Linked DNA regions of Zea mays: region 2 is linked to region 1. Evidence: chromatin contacts called from public Hi-C data. All regions are on one chromosome and are shown on one strand. Each heading gives the region's core, a stretch centred on a gene start, on an enhancer-like site or on the middle of the called end of the contact. The rest is flanking DNA. Distances are from core to core; before and after follow the strand shown.

Region 1 (3,864 bases), core at 703-3,202:
GTTTGGTTCAGTTCTGGAGGCTTGCGGTCCAGCACTGAAACTTGGCTTGTTTGTTTATTGGTTCGCAGCGAGTGGAATTTGTAACTGAGACGACAAAAACCCTATTTCCCCTCCTTTTTGGTGAACATGATAAACGTCTCCAACTTCCGTTAGGGCACGTACAAAGCCTCTTGATCAGTTTTTTTTATGCACAAGAGATAATTAAGAGACAACATGGTACAATCATAAGTCCTTATATCATAAATTTTGTTAATAGACAATATTTACAGAGAGTTGTGTAGAGACGATCTTTATGAGAGGAGAATGTCTCATTTTTTATTTAGTCCTCTAAAGATCTCATGAGATCTCATTTTAAATGGGGTCCAATGCTCTAATGTGGCTATCAGTATCTCATATGGGGGACATCCACGTCCTCTCCTTGAGGTACGACCCTCACGATTTTCTGATCTGTAGCCACCGTACGGACTACGGAGTCGTCTCTCTTGACAATGTTTCATCTAAAAACACGACTGTCACGATTATTATCTTTGACACCGTTTTATTTACACATGATGCTCCATGTATTGGAAAGTGCAAATACTTTGTCACAATCATTACAAAGGAAGGATCAAGATATTTTGAATGTCATGTCATGTGTGAGTGCAACAAGAAACGAGCTGCAAAATGTAAGAGAGAATGGATGGAACTCACTCTTGAAGAAGACATACTTATTTTGCGATGGAAACATGCATGAGGAATATGCTAATAGGCACGCACCACGAAAGAAAACCAAAAAAGAAAACTCCATCAATACTAAATAGAAGCTTTTAATTATGTTATTGATTGGCAACTTCAAGAGCTCGATGACAGTTTCGGTGAGGTAAATTATGCATTGTTGGATCACGTGGCGACTTTTAACACAAATGACTCATTTCTTGCCTTTAACAAAGAAACAATAGTAAGGCTACCTAAGCTTTATCAATATGATTTTGATTCAAATAAATTGAATGGTCTTGACTTTGAACTTGTTATATACACTGACAACGTGAAAGCATGTAGAAGGTTTGACAATTTGGATGGGACTGTTGATCGATCTAGCTAAACTAGTGTTGCAAACAAATAAGCTTATTAGTTTCCTTTTCGCCTATCAACCTTTAAAGCTACTACTAATATTGTGGATTGCCACAACTTCAGTGCAAACATGTTTCAGTTATGAGTGTTGTAAAAAAGGTTGAGAAACAAGCTGAGTGATCAGTTCATGTGTGATTGCCAAATATGCTATGCGTAGAAAGATGTGTTTTCAGCCAACAGTATTGATAAGGTGATTGATCTTTTTAAGAAGATGAAATTTTGAATTGGGAAGCTTTAACATGTGAGCATCGTACTACAATTAATCGGACTTGTTCAAAAATTGCGAAAAAGTAACATATTTTTTTGTTCAATATACCAGGAATTAGGAAATGTTACAAAGCATCAAAGCGCTTTTTTTTAAACATGCAAACAAATGGTTTTAGGATTCTATTCAGCTGGTATATGTCTCCACTCTTTCATTTAATTTAATATCCATATGTAGCTAATATAATACTTATGTCTGAAAAAAATACATTGGTGTGCTATAGTCTCGTTATAATTTATAGTTACATGTATATTCTTAAGCGAATCCATTGACAATATTTCTTAAGCGAATCCATTAACAGCTAACACGTCCACTTGTATCATCACGCATAACACGTCTTCTTGCACAACTTCCTCGGCGTGACGATCCAACAGCATGGGACATTGGAACATCCTTTCATCTTCCTCCAACCAAACGGCCCGCCGCCGTCTCCTGGTCTCCCCACGCACAGGCAGTTTGCAGTTTCGTGCAATGACATGCTCATCAAGACGGCACCCGAAGAGGCAAACGAACTGTGCACGCAAGGTCGCACAAGCACGTATCGTCATGAGTCATGACGGACGTCTCGATCGCCTCTGCTCTTTGCCATAGCCATGGCACGACCTATCGCCGCTACTATATATACACACACAATCCAGCGTGCCCAAGTGCTTGGTACGTGCCCACACACGTACCAAATAAACGTACACTGACCGACGTCGTCGTTCACGTTGCAAGATTGCATCTTGCCGATCATCGCAACGTCGGCTAGCTCTGTGACAATGGCGAAGAGCAGACGGGAGATCTCGTTTGGTTTGGCCGTCGTCCTGTCCCTAACGGCCGCCGCACTCGTGCGAACCGGACACGGCGCCGACGCCGCCTTCGCGAGGGCGAGCGGGACACGTTTCACGATCGGTGGGCGGCCGTTCTACTCGAACGGCTTCAACGCGTACTGGCTCATGTACATGGCGTCGGACCCGGCCGACCGGAGCAAGGCGACGGCCGCGCTGGACGAGGCGGCCCGCCTCGGCGCCACGCTCGTGCGGACGTGGGCGTTCAGCGACGGCGGCTACCGCGCGCTGCAGGTGTCGCCCGGGGTGTACGACGAGGAGGTGTTCAGGGTATGCCCTGCATCTCGTGTCGGACGCCGGCGAGGCAATCAATCCTGGGCGCACGTGCTATTTTTTTTTTTTTAGATATCACGCTATTTACGCGTATAGCAACTTAATTTCTCCCCTCTCGTATATATTTCGGCTTTTCAGTTCTGATTTTTTGGAGCTATATACATGCATGCATGGATTATTGTTCTGCGGAAAAAAAAAATCTTCAGCTGCCAATGTGACATGGATGTCTCTCTGCAGGGTCTAGACTATGTGATATCCGAAGCAAAGAAGCGCGGGATCCATTTGATCCTGAGCCTGGTGAACAACTGGGACGGGTACGGCGGGAAGAAGCAGTACGTGCAGTGGGCAAGAACCCAGGGGCACAGCCTGAATTCTGATGACGACTTCTTCACCGACAGCGTGACCAAAGGGTTCTACAAGAACCATGTCAAGGCCCGTCGACCACGCACTCCATAGACGCTTGATATAATAACCATCTCAAGACGCTTGATATGATGCACCATTCTCACAGGCAGTCCTCACGAGAGTGAACAAGATGACGGGAGTGGCGTACAAGGACGAGCCTGCCATCTTCGCGTGGGAGCTCATGAACGAGCCTCGCTGCCAGAGCGACCTCTCCGGGAAGACGCTGCAGGCCTGGATCACGGAGATGGCCAGCTACGTCAAGTCCGTGGATCCCAACCACACGGTAGAGATCGGGCTCGAGGGCTTCTACGGCGATCGAGTCCACGCCCGACCGCAAGCGCCAGTTCAACCCGGGAGGGTACACCGTCGGCACCGACTTCATCTCCAACAACCTGATCCCCGGCGTCGACTTCGCCACGATCCACTCCTACCCCGACCAATGGTAAGCTGTTGTAACGACACACAAGGCGCGCGATCGAATGCATGGCGGCGACCGCGTTGGGAACGGCTCCCGATCGACCTCGTCCCTCGTATTACGTGCGTTGTGCATTGCAGGGTGCCCGGCGCGAGCGACGGCGCGCAGGTGGCGTTCATGCGGCGGTGGATGGCGTCGCACGCCGGCGACGCCGCGGCGGTGCTGCGGAAGCCGCTGCTGGTGGCGGAGTTCGGCTGGTCCGCGCGCTCCAACAGCTACACGGTGTCCATGCGGGACGCCTACTTCCGCATGGTGTACGAGGCGATCTACGCGTCGGCGAGAGCGGGAGGGCCGCTCGCGGGGGGCCTCTTCTGGCAGGTCATGGTGCCCGGGATGGAGAGCTGGACCGACGGCTACGACGTCGTGCTCGACCGTAGCCCATCCACGGCTGCCGTCGTCGGCCAGGAGTGCTCCCGGATGACCGGACTCAACTAGGTGTCCTAGCTAGTAGCCAGTAGCGGTGGACTGATTCGTGCTGGTTCAAATGTTCAAGGCAGCCACGGAGA
Region 2 (3,864 bases), core at 426-2,925, 200 kb after region 1:
GGACACGCTGGATTCAATCGGACCAGGACGCTAGCTAAGCCAGCTGGAGATCATTGGGACAAACTGCAAACCCTCCTCCCGCTTTATCAGGCCATTACGTCGGTTAAGGTGGGTGATGGACGAACCACGTCCTTTTGGTATGATGACTGCCTGCCTGCCGGACCAATCTCTGAAACCTTCTCTGTGATCGCCATTCGCCGGCCACACCACAAAACCTGGAGCTTCAGTCAGGTAAGTGCTCACCTCCAATCTATCTGACCCAATACACTCCAATCCACCGTCGCATCGCATTGCTTCTTCTGGTGCTGGTGTGTTGTTGCATATGCTAATCAAGTGGTCCAGTCCAGACTGTCACCATCGTTGGTCACATGGAAAGGTGACACCATGCAACCACGCTCCCCACGCACTCCTGCAGCTCTCCTATTATATTCTCTATGTCACGTCGTATTTAGAACTCCCCTCTACAAACAATGTATACAAGCACCTTATATAAGTCATCTAGACCAATCACAAACCCATCCAAAACAGTGCTATTCACACCCAGCGTCCTCCACAATAGAGAGCAAAAAAAAGGACAGTTAAATTACATAGAATCGATGGAAACGAAGATACATTACATAGTCAAACAAAAGAACCACGAAAGCAAGTTCTGCCATTTCGCATCAATCAATCATCTACCTAATCATGCCCAGCGGTATGGCCGGCGGCGCCCCCATCACCGCGCCGCCGCCGGCAACTCCTCGTCTCTGCCGGTCCATGTTAGCCTCCCAGCCTTCTCGCACAAACACATACACGAGGACGACGACATTCAGCAGGCCGTATGGTTATGAGCGCGCGCGCGCGCACACACACACGCACGTAATAGAACGCAATTTGCACTGCATGCGCTTACCGATCCCCAGGTCGAAGCCGCGGTTCTTGAGCTCGCGGTACTCCTGGCACAGAGCCAGGTGCTCGCAGCAGCAGTGCACCAGGATGTCCGGGCACTCCCCTTCGTCCAGGTCGTACTCGGCCCTCAGCTTGGACCGGTAGAGGCACGAGTACAGGCACCCCATCCCCGTCGACGCGCAGATGAGCCCGTACACCAGTCCGCTCGCGATACATGCTGCCAAAGCCACAGTGAGTCGGCGAGATCTGACTGAGTTGTTTCAGGAGAGAAAACCAGAGGAAAGAGATTGATTGACTCACGGCAGGTGCCCTTGTCCACGATGTCAGCGACCTGCCCGAACGTGACACAGGGGCACAGGCATGTGATGAGACCTGGGCGTGGGCGCCATGGAAGAAAGAAACGCGTGTCAAGTGGTAACTAACTGAGCTCGAATAGCTAGCCATATTCACTGGAATCTGTCTGGCCTCCTATGAACTATTGAACTGTATGTATCTGGAGAAGAAGGGGAACGAACGAACGAACGAACGACTTACAGTTCCCCGGGTCGTCCATGCAGTGGAAGAGGCCGGTGGACCATTTCCTCAGCCCGCCGCCGGGGCGTGAAGTGTCCATGTTCGCCCCGTGCTGCTGCTGCTGGTACGCTGCCGGCGGCGGCGGCGCCGTTGGCGGAGCCCCGGCGCTGAACTTGTTATACGCGTCCGGAGGGGCTGACGGATACATTGCTTGGGAGTAGAACTAGGATCTCTTGTTTATGCGAACAGCAACGCGCAAAGCAAGGACCCGGTGCTGCTTTAATGATTCTCTCAGCACAGCTCTTCATCCAGGCGCAGCAGGCCCCAGGTCGGCAAGACTCGACTCGAGAGGTCTCCCTCAAGTCACCACTCACGTACTGCGGTACTAACTAGTTAAAGGCTATCTTCAACAGCTTAATTATCTCCATTATCTATTTCAAAATCTATTATATAAATAATACGGTCTATATTATAAAATAGTATTTTAGGTGACCATACCAATAAATAATGCCGCGTTACTTTTCAACGGGAATCCGATGCAGATGCAGTTCCTTAATATCAAATCAAGGAAGGGTTTGGTTACTGCACTAAACACGAGAGCATTAGTATATTTGCACATCCCGCGATTCCGATGCACAGTCGCAGCAGCATGTATTGTCTTTTCTATTTTTTTTTTGATTATGGAAACAAGAGTTCCGGCTTTAGCATACAAATGCGTACAGCCATTACATAACGATTATTGGACCATAGAGCAATTGCTTGAATAATTAAACTAACTCAAAGAAAACAAAATGCCATGACTATAGAAAACACTAGCCATCTTCAATTCTTGCATTCGAGCGCCATCCATGCATTGCAAAAACTTCCATCGCCACCACCTCCAAAGCTCGACAGGCATCGAGAATTTGTTGGTGCTTTTCCTCCTTCTGTAGAAGTCTCCAGAATCTGAACCAGTGAGTAACCCTGAAAATAACCTGCACAATTGATGGTATTGGTTTATGATTAAACACCACCTCATTTCGACAGAGCCAGATGGACCAAAATAAAGCGGATATTCCAGTCAGTAATAATGTTTTGTATGCCAGAGCATTATTAGATTCCCAAGACCCGATAATATGATTAATGCTAATGGGCATGTCTATTTTTAAAGCAAAGTAAATGATTCTCCATATACTTTTGGCAATGTAACAATCAAAAAAGAGATGATGTATACTCTCATTGTTGTTGCAAAAGCTACAGGTCAAGCTACCATTCCAACGCCTTCTAGCTAAATTATCTTTAGTGAGGATCGCTCCCCGACATAAATTCCACAGGAAAACTTTTATTTTCAGAGGGAGCTTAAGTCTCCAAAGCATCTTACTCCGATTGCTGTTAGAATTATTCATCAAAAGATGGTACATCGATTGGACAGAGAAAATTCCATTCTTATGACCATCCCAAACAAAATTGTCCCTAGCCGGATTCAGAGTAATCGTAGTTAGCAAGTTTAACAAGTTGTGCCATTCCACCATTTTAATTCCCCTAATTGTTCGGCGAAAAGATAAATTAAGATTTGAATCTGAAAAGACGTCTACAACCAAGGCCGATTTGTTACGCACTATATTAAACAGGTTCGGGAATTGCTCACTAAGAGGTCGACTGGTTAACCAAATATCCTTCCAGAATCTGGTAGCATGACCATTCCTCACTTGAAAGTGACCCCATCGAAGAAATTGATCCTTAATATTCATTAGACCTGACCAAAAGTGTGAATCGTCCGGTCTTCTAGATATTTGAGTAAGAGATTTATGTCCTAAGTATTTGTTTTTAAGTAGCTGTTGCCACCTCCCCTCCTCATTGAGTAATTTAAATAGCCATTTGCTGAGTAAGCTAATATTTTTTAAAGCCAGATTAGAGACACCTAAGCCTCCTAACGCTTTGGGTTGACAAACAATATGCCACTTGGCCAGCCTATATCTCTTTTTACTGCTTCCTCCCTGCCAAAAGAATCTGGATCGAATAGCATTAAGTTTCTTCAGGACGCCTACCGGAATCTCAAAGAAAGACATCATAAAGATAGGCAGACTACTTAACACTGAATTAAGTAAGACCAATCGTCCCCCTGAAGATAGGAATTTGGCCTTCCATGTACTAAGCCTCTTTTCAAATCGGTCTATAACACCCTGCCAGTCACTATTTCTCAATCTTTTCTATTACCTTTCCAATTATTAAATTTATCTTCAACAGCTTATTCATCTCACCGTATACTTCTATTTCAAATTCTACTATGTAAACAATTTGTACATGGTCTGCTAGTTATAACCAACTTTTTTTTACAGATGAACAATATAGTATACAATATAAAATAATATACTCCCTTCGGTTTTTATATTTGACGTTGGTTAGCGTAAATTTGAACTAGCTAGCGTCAAATAAAAAATGGAGGTAGCAATATACAATATAAAACAATATTTTGTATAGTTA

Evidence for each region. Hi-C and Micro-C count contacts between places; a contact is called where the count stands out from the background.
Region 2: a Hi-C map of ear shows a contact between it and region 1, with 1.7 times the contacts expected there. The contact joins the promoter of CNR1 here to the promoter of LOC100280295 in region 1. A contact is called at or near these places in 2 of 25 Hi-C or Micro-C datasets (ear and tassel).

What each region holds. Positions count from the first base shown.
Region 1 is chr4:183,492,211-183,496,074 of Zm-B73-REFERENCE-NAM-5.0, forward strand. It overlaps LOC100280295 (putative endo-1,4-beta-mannosidase family protein), which reads left to right and starts at 1,953. Exons shown (of 4, transcript NM_001153222.1): 1 at 1,953-2,475; 2 at 2,716-2,910; 3 at 2,990-3,325; 4 at 3,439-3,864. The coding sequence starts at 2,137. The coding sequence ends at 3,735.
Region 2 is chr4:183,688,887-183,692,750 of Zm-B73-REFERENCE-NAM-5.0, forward strand. CNR1 (Cell number regulator 1) reads right to left here and starts at 1,676. Exons shown (of 4, transcript NM_001372154.1): 1 at 1,423-1,676; 2 at 1,189-1,260; 3 at 893-1,105; 4 at 475-772. The coding sequence starts at 1,609. The coding sequence ends at 675.